Linked DNA regions of Arachis hypogaea: region 1 is linked to region 2. Evidence: chromatin contacts called from public Hi-C data. All regions are on one chromosome and are shown on one strand. Each heading gives the region's core, a stretch centred on a gene start, on an enhancer-like site or on the middle of the called end of the contact. The rest is flanking DNA. Distances are from core to core; before and after follow the strand shown.

What was found. Hi-C and Micro-C count contacts between places; a contact is called where the count stands out from the background.
Region 1: a contact with region 2 is called in a Hi-C map of leaf, with 1.9 times the contacts expected there. The contact joins two enhancer-like sites. A contact is called at or near these places in 3 of 8 Hi-C or Micro-C datasets (leaf and an unstated tissue).

What each region holds. Positions count from the first base shown.
Region 1 is chr3:26,490,692-26,494,841 of arahy.Tifrunner.gnm2.J5K5, forward strand. No RefSeq gene overlaps it. Among protein-coding and RNA genes, the nearest start is that of LOC140183347, 41 kb to the left of the region's middle. Within about 2 kb of position 2,735, at least 1 of the 3 cell types and tissues checked has open chromatin away from gene starts, as enhancers often do.
Region 2 is chr3:26,339,755-26,343,888 of arahy.Tifrunner.gnm2.J5K5, forward strand. No RefSeq gene overlaps it. Among protein-coding and RNA genes, the nearest start is that of LOC112775241, 23 kb to the left of the region's middle. Within about 2 kb of position 2,142, at least 3 of the 3 cell types and tissues checked have open chromatin away from gene starts, as enhancers often do.

The sequences.
Region 1 (4,150 bases), core at 1,485-3,984, 150 kb after region 2:
TTTAATAAAATAATTTTTTTATTTCTGCTAACAATTTTGTTAACAAGTTTAATTTTAACTACTAATTATGATTTAACTGTGCCAAAAAAATAAAAAATAAAAAATATTATTGTAGGATTTACCGTTGAATAAATCCGACAGTAATTTAGTATCTAAACGTGTGAAATGACACCAAAGTTACCGTCAGATTAATTCAACGGTAATCATCAATTCAGTCTCGACAAATTTATTAAAAATACCAACAAAAAATTTGCCAGTAATTAGTGTCGGACAAAAAAATCCACCGATAAGTAGTTTATGGCGATATTTATATCGTTAATCCAAAAATGACGATAAATTTTGACAGTAATTTTACTATCAAAAAATTTATTTAATGAATTCAACGATAAATCTGATGGTATTAATTTTTTTTTATAATGAGATATTAAAACATTTTCAAATCTTAAGATTTAAATGCAGTGAAAACGTCAGTGTGTAATTTTAAAAGTTTTGGGTAAGGTTCTTTAAAACAAATATGAGATATCTAAGTATTAATTATTGGCATACATTATAAGATCTAGACAAACTACAAAAAAAAATTTGAGATCGTTTCGTGAGTTACCTTAAGTTAACACGCACTTTCAAACGCAATATAAATGATAAGCTTCAAAAGAAAAGAGATAATTATTCAGAATATATATGCAGACGATGTATATTGGTTTAATCTAAAATATTTACATTGAGTCTTCAATACTATTTTAATAGTGAAATTCTCAAATTACTTGAAAGTTAGACATAGGTATTTTAAATCGAAACGGTAAATATCGCTTGTGTACTTCTGAATCTTATCTCTTACATTTATTGTTCTTTTAATTTTTTTTTAATTCAAAATTAATTTGAGTTACACCTAAGATACTTGAAAAATTATTTTATAAATATATCTGAAGTTTCTGGAAACCTCAAAAGGTACTTTTCAAAAGTTTAATATCTCAGTATTAATTAAAAGAGCTTAGCTAGTTATTTGAACATGCTAACATAAATTTACTGTATATAAGTGTAAAGATTTTAGATTATATTTGGTTGGAAGAAAAAAAATAGAAAAAAAAAGAAATTGAATAAATTTTATTTTTTTAAAATATATTTGAATAAAAAAATGTTATAAAAAATAACTTTATTTTTATATTATAAAATATATTAAAAAATAAAGAGATAATATTAAAAGTAAAAATAAAGAATTAATTTTTTTATTTTTTTTATTATTGGAAGAAAAAAAATTAATAGATCCTACCAATAAATTTTTATATATCCATTTTCTTTCTTTTTTCATTTCTCTCATCAATCAAATAAAAAAAAATAACTAATTTTCTTTCAATTTCTTTTTCTTTCTTTTCTTTCCTCCCACTTTTACCTTAAACAAACACACCTTTAGTTCCATTGAAAATCTACTTTTATATTGGTCTCATTGTTCTTTAAAATGTGCATAAAAAAATATATTTTTTACTTGTATTTGTGTCATTGTATTTTAAGATGACTTTGTATTGTACTTTACATATGGTGACAAAAACTGTACTTTTTGAAAAATGTTTAACTTATTGAATACACTCATTTTGAACAATTAATCAAACTGCAACTTTCACTTAACATATATATATATATTAAGTATTTATTTGGGTGCTATTATTTTAATAAAAAAAGATTTTTTTAATAATTTTTTTTATTTTTTAATATGTTTGTCAAATTTCTAATAGTAAAAATAAAAGCACTAAAAAAATTAAAATTTTTTTTTTAAGAAACTATAATTTACATCTTTTTTTATAAGATCTTTTTTAAAAAAAAATATTTTTCATATAATAATAAATAAATAAATAAATATTTTTATATCGTTATACTCAAATATAATTGATATATAAAACCTTTTTTTGTACGAGATATCCAAATATAAAATTACTTTTACTTTTTCATAAGATCTTTTAAAAAAAGATAACTAAAAAAAAATCTTTTTTTAAAAACTCATCCAAATATGCCCTAACTTTTTTTCACTTATGGAACATGGACGAAATTTTTTGAGGTAAGCTATCTCTTGAAGTTGTGCTTCTAATAATGTAAACATATTACTTAGATTTAAATTCGAAAATTGTTTTGACGCTTTCTCAAATTCAAAATTCATTTAGATTGTTTATATTATTTAAAAAAATTCCTTAACATATTAAAGTACACTTGAGCAAATGTTAGAAAAAAAGCTTAATAAAATCATTAAATTATATTTAGATTTGTTAATTGTAAAAACAAAATCTAAGATATTGTGTAGCTAAAATCTTTATATTACTTTGCTACGTTGCGACTATTTGTTACTTCTAATCTTTAAAAAAAAAATAATGTTTTTATCTCCTATATAGCACTTAAGTTTGGAGTATATTTTATATTAATTTTTCAATATTAAAAATCGCAATAATAGTTCTTATTTGTTAATAAATCAAATGATGATTTTTAATAAATTTTAAAAATTTATTAATTTTTTGTTTTAAATTTATTTTAGTTTTAAATATATTTTTATCTTATAAAAAAAGAACTTTTTTAGAAGATGAAATTACATTCTTTTTAAGAAATGTATTTTTACTGATTCTAATTTTTACTACAAATACTTTTCCAAACATATAAAAAAAATCAGAAGAGATATTTAAAACATACACTCATCAACCAAACTAAGATTTTTAAAAATTAAAAAAAAATCATCAAATGAAATATATCCTAAAGAGTAAAGAGGCTAAACTTTATTGTTATCTTCACGATGGGCTGAAAAAGCAGCCATCACGTGTTTGTCACCCTATGGCTTCAAAAGTCAACGGTCAACTGCCGACCGGTAATATGATCGGATGGCTCCGATCCCAGCAAAATAAATAGAAAGAGAAAAAAGAAAGTGAGGTAATAAAGAGACCCACCTTGGTTGGTGGGGAGGAGGGATTGCGGGAAGGCGGGTGCACCGAGGCAGCACGTAGGCCCGCACCCAAGTGGGAGAGGGTTTTTGGGAATGTCATTTCTTATGTGTGGGAGACATACATAGTAATGCAAATCTTTGACCGTTGACTTTTCTCAACTTCTCATTTTTATATACACATACTTCCTTTCTTTTTCAGTGTGGGTTATTCCTTTTGTCTATCAATAATTTTCTTTTCAAAATTTGTTTAATTATTAGAATTCATCAGATTAAGCAGGCATAATTCAATCTCAAAAATTAACTTATATTAAGAGACATATCGCACCTTTATAAATATTATAGTACACCTTTTTTCATACTAAAAAAATAATAACGGTCTAAAGTGTAAATATTTATAAGTAGGTGACTAAGAACATTGAATTAGATAGACTTTATATTAGTTCTATTAGAATTGAAATCGAGTGAGCCTAATTAACCCTAAAAATTAACTTCTGAGATAAAAAATATCGAACACTTATAAATTTTTTAGAACCTTATCATTAAAAGAGGTGAGATTCGTAATATTTATGATATCATTTTATAGCTAGATAATGAATCCCAAACTTAATTTAAAAACTTTTTTTAATGGTGTAATTTTAATGCTTTTTAAGTATGTACACTAAGTTTAATACTTTATAATTTGTGGACAAATTAAAGTGAGGCTGTGATCCATTTAGCATCTGGAGTAAAATGCTGGGATCTAACATGTAGAATAATTGGAATTAGTTAAGCTAATTAATAATATGAATGGAAAAATTGAATAAGATGATAATGAGCATAAACATAGTGTGTGATGTTTTTATTCTAATGCCACAAAATGTGCCCAGTTTGTGTTTCCCATTACCTCAATTTGCCACTATTACGTAGCTTGTTTTCTATGTTGCATACACAGCCATTTCATAATTGGATGGTTCAACTGCGAAAGTGGGAGAACACCATTAATTTATTCCCTCTTTTTTGGGTCAAATTATGGGTTTTATTTTTATATATAGTCAAATCTTTGGACTCATATACCCTTGTTTGACTCCCTTATAGTAGGCATAATGCACTATATAGCTATAAGAGAGGTAGTGGTTACTATCTAGCTAGGGCTTCTTGAAGTCTTAAAAATACATATGAGATTGAGTGAGGGGAAAGCATTGTGTGAGAAAAAGGGACTTGTGCATTAGAGAGATGTCTTAATCTATCCAATTAATT
Region 2 (4,134 bases), core at 892-3,391:
TCTTTTACAGTTAGTATATTAAAATTAAATTTATATTTAAATTGTTTGAAAATATTATGGTTGGCCAGAGAGAAGAAAAAAGAACGACAATTAATCATAATAGTATTTGAGGTACTAATCTATGGATCACATCAAACATGGCACCACACTGATTATATATACATAGAAATGCATATTGCTTGCCTTCTAGAAAGTTTGATAATTTGATTAATAGAAACAAAACACCACAAAGCATATTAAAACCCTTGAGAGAAAAGAAATTGTTAACTTAAAAAATAAATAAAATATAAAAATAATATTCTTATTTCATGCTTGTGGTATGTCTGAATATTCTATCAACAAATTTAAACAACAACAGCAAATGGTGATTTGGGTCAAACTAATCATATAAAACTAATTCTAAAATATTAAAAAAATTAAGTGCATGTCCACATGATCACTAAATTAATGCATGGATAATTTATTTAGGGGACACATATTGTTTCATACGTTGAATTAATTAATCTCCTCAGTTTTCACATATAGGGTTGGTTCAGGATTTAGGGTAGCCCTCTTTGCACAAACATTAATAATGTCATTAAACTAACTATTTTTTCCTTAAAAAATTAAATTAATAAAAAAAATTATATAAATAATTATACTTTTAATACATTTTTTTTTGTTTTATACTATTTTTTTTGGAAAAGTACTAACTAACAAGAATCAAATTTTAACTTTTTAATTATAAAAGTTATAATACTATATCATAAAATAATTTAACTCAAAAATTAAAATTGAAAAATAAAAAATACGTAATAATTATATTTTTAACAAATAAAAAAACCCTTCTTTTCTCCAATAATTACTTCATGTCAGAAAAGCCTTATTATCATTGGATGAGAAAAAAAAAATTAGTGTCTAACACAAAACTAAATAGAGTCAGAAATAATAAGACATAAAACATCAACCGAAAAAGAAAAGGATAAAACATGAGGTGTTACCTGTCTTTAAAATGCAAATTTATTCTGTTTTATGATAGATTGGCAGGCGGCAAGCTAATCTGTTTAATATATTAAAAAATAGTAAAATTAATTAAAATTGATCTAATAAAAAATAAAAGTAAAGATTTGATCATAATTTAATATAAATAAAAAATAATTAAATTATTATATAATTTTTTTCACTTTTTTTAAAATTTTTAACGTTAATAGAATTATTCATCATAATATCTATTCTCAAATTACTGCAAATATTATTAAAAGAATAACAGTTTTAACTTAATTTTTAAATAAAAAGTAATTTTGAACGAACAACAATATTTACAACATAAAATAAAAATAAAAACATAGTTTTGTGATAGAAACAAAAACTAATCGATATATATATATATATATATATATATATATATATATATATATATATATATATATATATATATATATATATATGGGTTGCAAAAATAAAATAAATAAAGAAATAATAAAAAATAACAAAAAAATTGAAAGAAGTGTAAAAAGTGTGTTTGAAAATAGTAATTTTTAATTTTCGTATATATATATATATATATATATATATATATATATATATATATATATATATATATATATATATATATTACTCACTAATTGTAATACTCGCTACTCTTTAGTTTGGCAAGTCAGTTTGGTAGACTTGTCCCAGCTTAGCACACTTAATTTTTTTCCCTTTTATCTTTATTCTGTAATTTTCTCTTGTTTCACAAATGGATTTTTCGAAGTCCATATAAACAAAGTGGTTTAAAGTTAAAAGTTAGTTTAAAAAAAAAATCAAAAGAGTTGATAAAACCTAGTAAATAATAATTACAAAAATAATTATCAAACTTGATATTTTTTTCTTTATGAGCTAGTAAACTATTTTGTGAATGGAAAAACTGGTAAAACTATTCAACCACAATTTAAATATTTGTTTCTTAAACAAAATTATCTCTTAAAAAGGATTTATTTAAAATTTGAGTAAATAAATAAATAAATTCGTGAATTGGAATGCATAGGATAGAAATTAATTGGAACAATAATAGGAAACAAAGCAGCAGTTGGAAGTGCACTTGATGAGTTGAAAGGGCTTTGCGTGGGCCAGAGAGGCCCTGTTTATAGAGGGCCCCACAAAGGAAACCAAGCAAAGATGCTCACGTGCGTCCGTGGCCCCTTCTCTTCAGATTCAACCAACTCATGACACGTACTCTTTCTCTTTACCAATAATCTTGTCTACTTTTGTGTATGAAATATACTTAACACAAATTCTATTTTGCTTTCCTGAAATTTAAAACTGTTATTCCACGTTATTATTTGATAATTTTTTATTATATGAAAAAAAGTAGCAAATAAGAGTAATAATGTTACTTTAAGATGTTCAGTATTTAGACATAATAGCTTGTAATAAAAGAATACTGTATTATTTGTAGAAAAAAGTAAGGTAATGGATGAAAAGGATATTGCAAATATCAAAATATATAATGGTGAAAGGTGAATGGATGGCGCACGTGCGTGTGTCTCGAGAGTGTGGGTGGTGTGGTGTGGTGTCACGTGCGGGTGAGGGTGAGGGTGACAGCCCCATTGTGTGGCTCCGCAACCACCCTACCACCGTCGCCTTCGCTTCATCCTTTGTGAGCATTTCCACGTGAATTATTTCCTGTTTGCCACTCTTTGCATACTGTTTAATTGGAGAAACAGAGAAACACACACACTACTCTATGCACATATATAGCTACCTACTTTCTTCACTTATTATTATTATTATTATTATTATTATTATTATTATTATTATTATTATTATTATTATTATTATTATGATATGTAATAATATAATAGAAGAACAATGTATATCTTAAGTTGTTCTATATATTTAGGTTTTCTTTAAGTTGCTTTATTGAAAATGTTTTATGTTGTCCCCAATAAGCGCATCTTAGTTGGTTCTCATTTTATAGAAGTAGTATAAAATTGCTCTTTTCATCCTTGCGATTTTTTTTTCTTGTTTTTTTGCTTAATGTTGCAAGTTGAATATGTTCATTGTTTCTATAGATATATAAAAATCATAAGTAAATATCCAAATTTTTTTAAACATTTTTTAGATTTATCATTTGCTTAAATTGAATCATCATTCTTATAAAAGGTTTTAGTGTAAATAATGATAAAGCTAACGATAGTTAAAGTTGGTTACAGTGTGTATTATAGTTTGTTAGTGTGCTGTTGTGTTCTCTCTGGTATATATATATATATATATATGAAGCAATGCAGTAGAATTGTAAGTGCATTAAGTACACATACTCATTTCTTCAAATGCAAATAACTTAGTTTTTCATCTATGCCCTATGTTCTACTCTTGCTTATAACATGATATCAAGAACCTCAAGTTCTTGAAATTTTTTTTTTCGATCTCTTACTTCAAAATCTTCAACCATTGCATTCATCACGGCTAGATCTTCATCAACTAATAAGCGACCACTTGTTCCAATATCCAAAAAGCTTGATGAAAATAACTTCAATATGTAGAGATACCATGCATGGCTCATGATTCAAACTATTAGTTTGGAATGATGATTCCAAAATTCCACCTGGTTTTAATTTCTTCAAACTCTGCGATCCAAATCTGTTGCAATCTCCCATACAAAAAGTTGTTGGATACCATCGAATTAATAGCCGAATAAATCTGATAGTATAAATTTTATCGGTAACTATTTATTGGTAGATTTTTTCGTTCGCCGTTAATTATCGGCAGATATAAACTTTTAATTAGAGAAATTCTAAAACTTATTACCATCGAATTTTTCTTCTAATAAATTTAACAGTAATATATTATTTATTATTGATAATTAAATTGATAGTATTAAAATATATTTATCATAAATCTAATCATAAATCCAATCCCATCTCAATCTACTTTTGTTACTTTAGCATCATCTCTTTATCATGACCGTTTGAATCACCCGAAAACATCTGTTTTAAACTCTCTTAGAAAGAATAAATTTATTGAATGTTATCCAATTAAAAACACTCGTATTTGTCATTTTTGTTCTCTTAAAAAATATATTAAGTTGCCATTTTATATTTCAAGTTCTAACATTATTATGCCATTTGATATTATACATAGTGACCTTTAGACGTCACCTATTTTAAATTC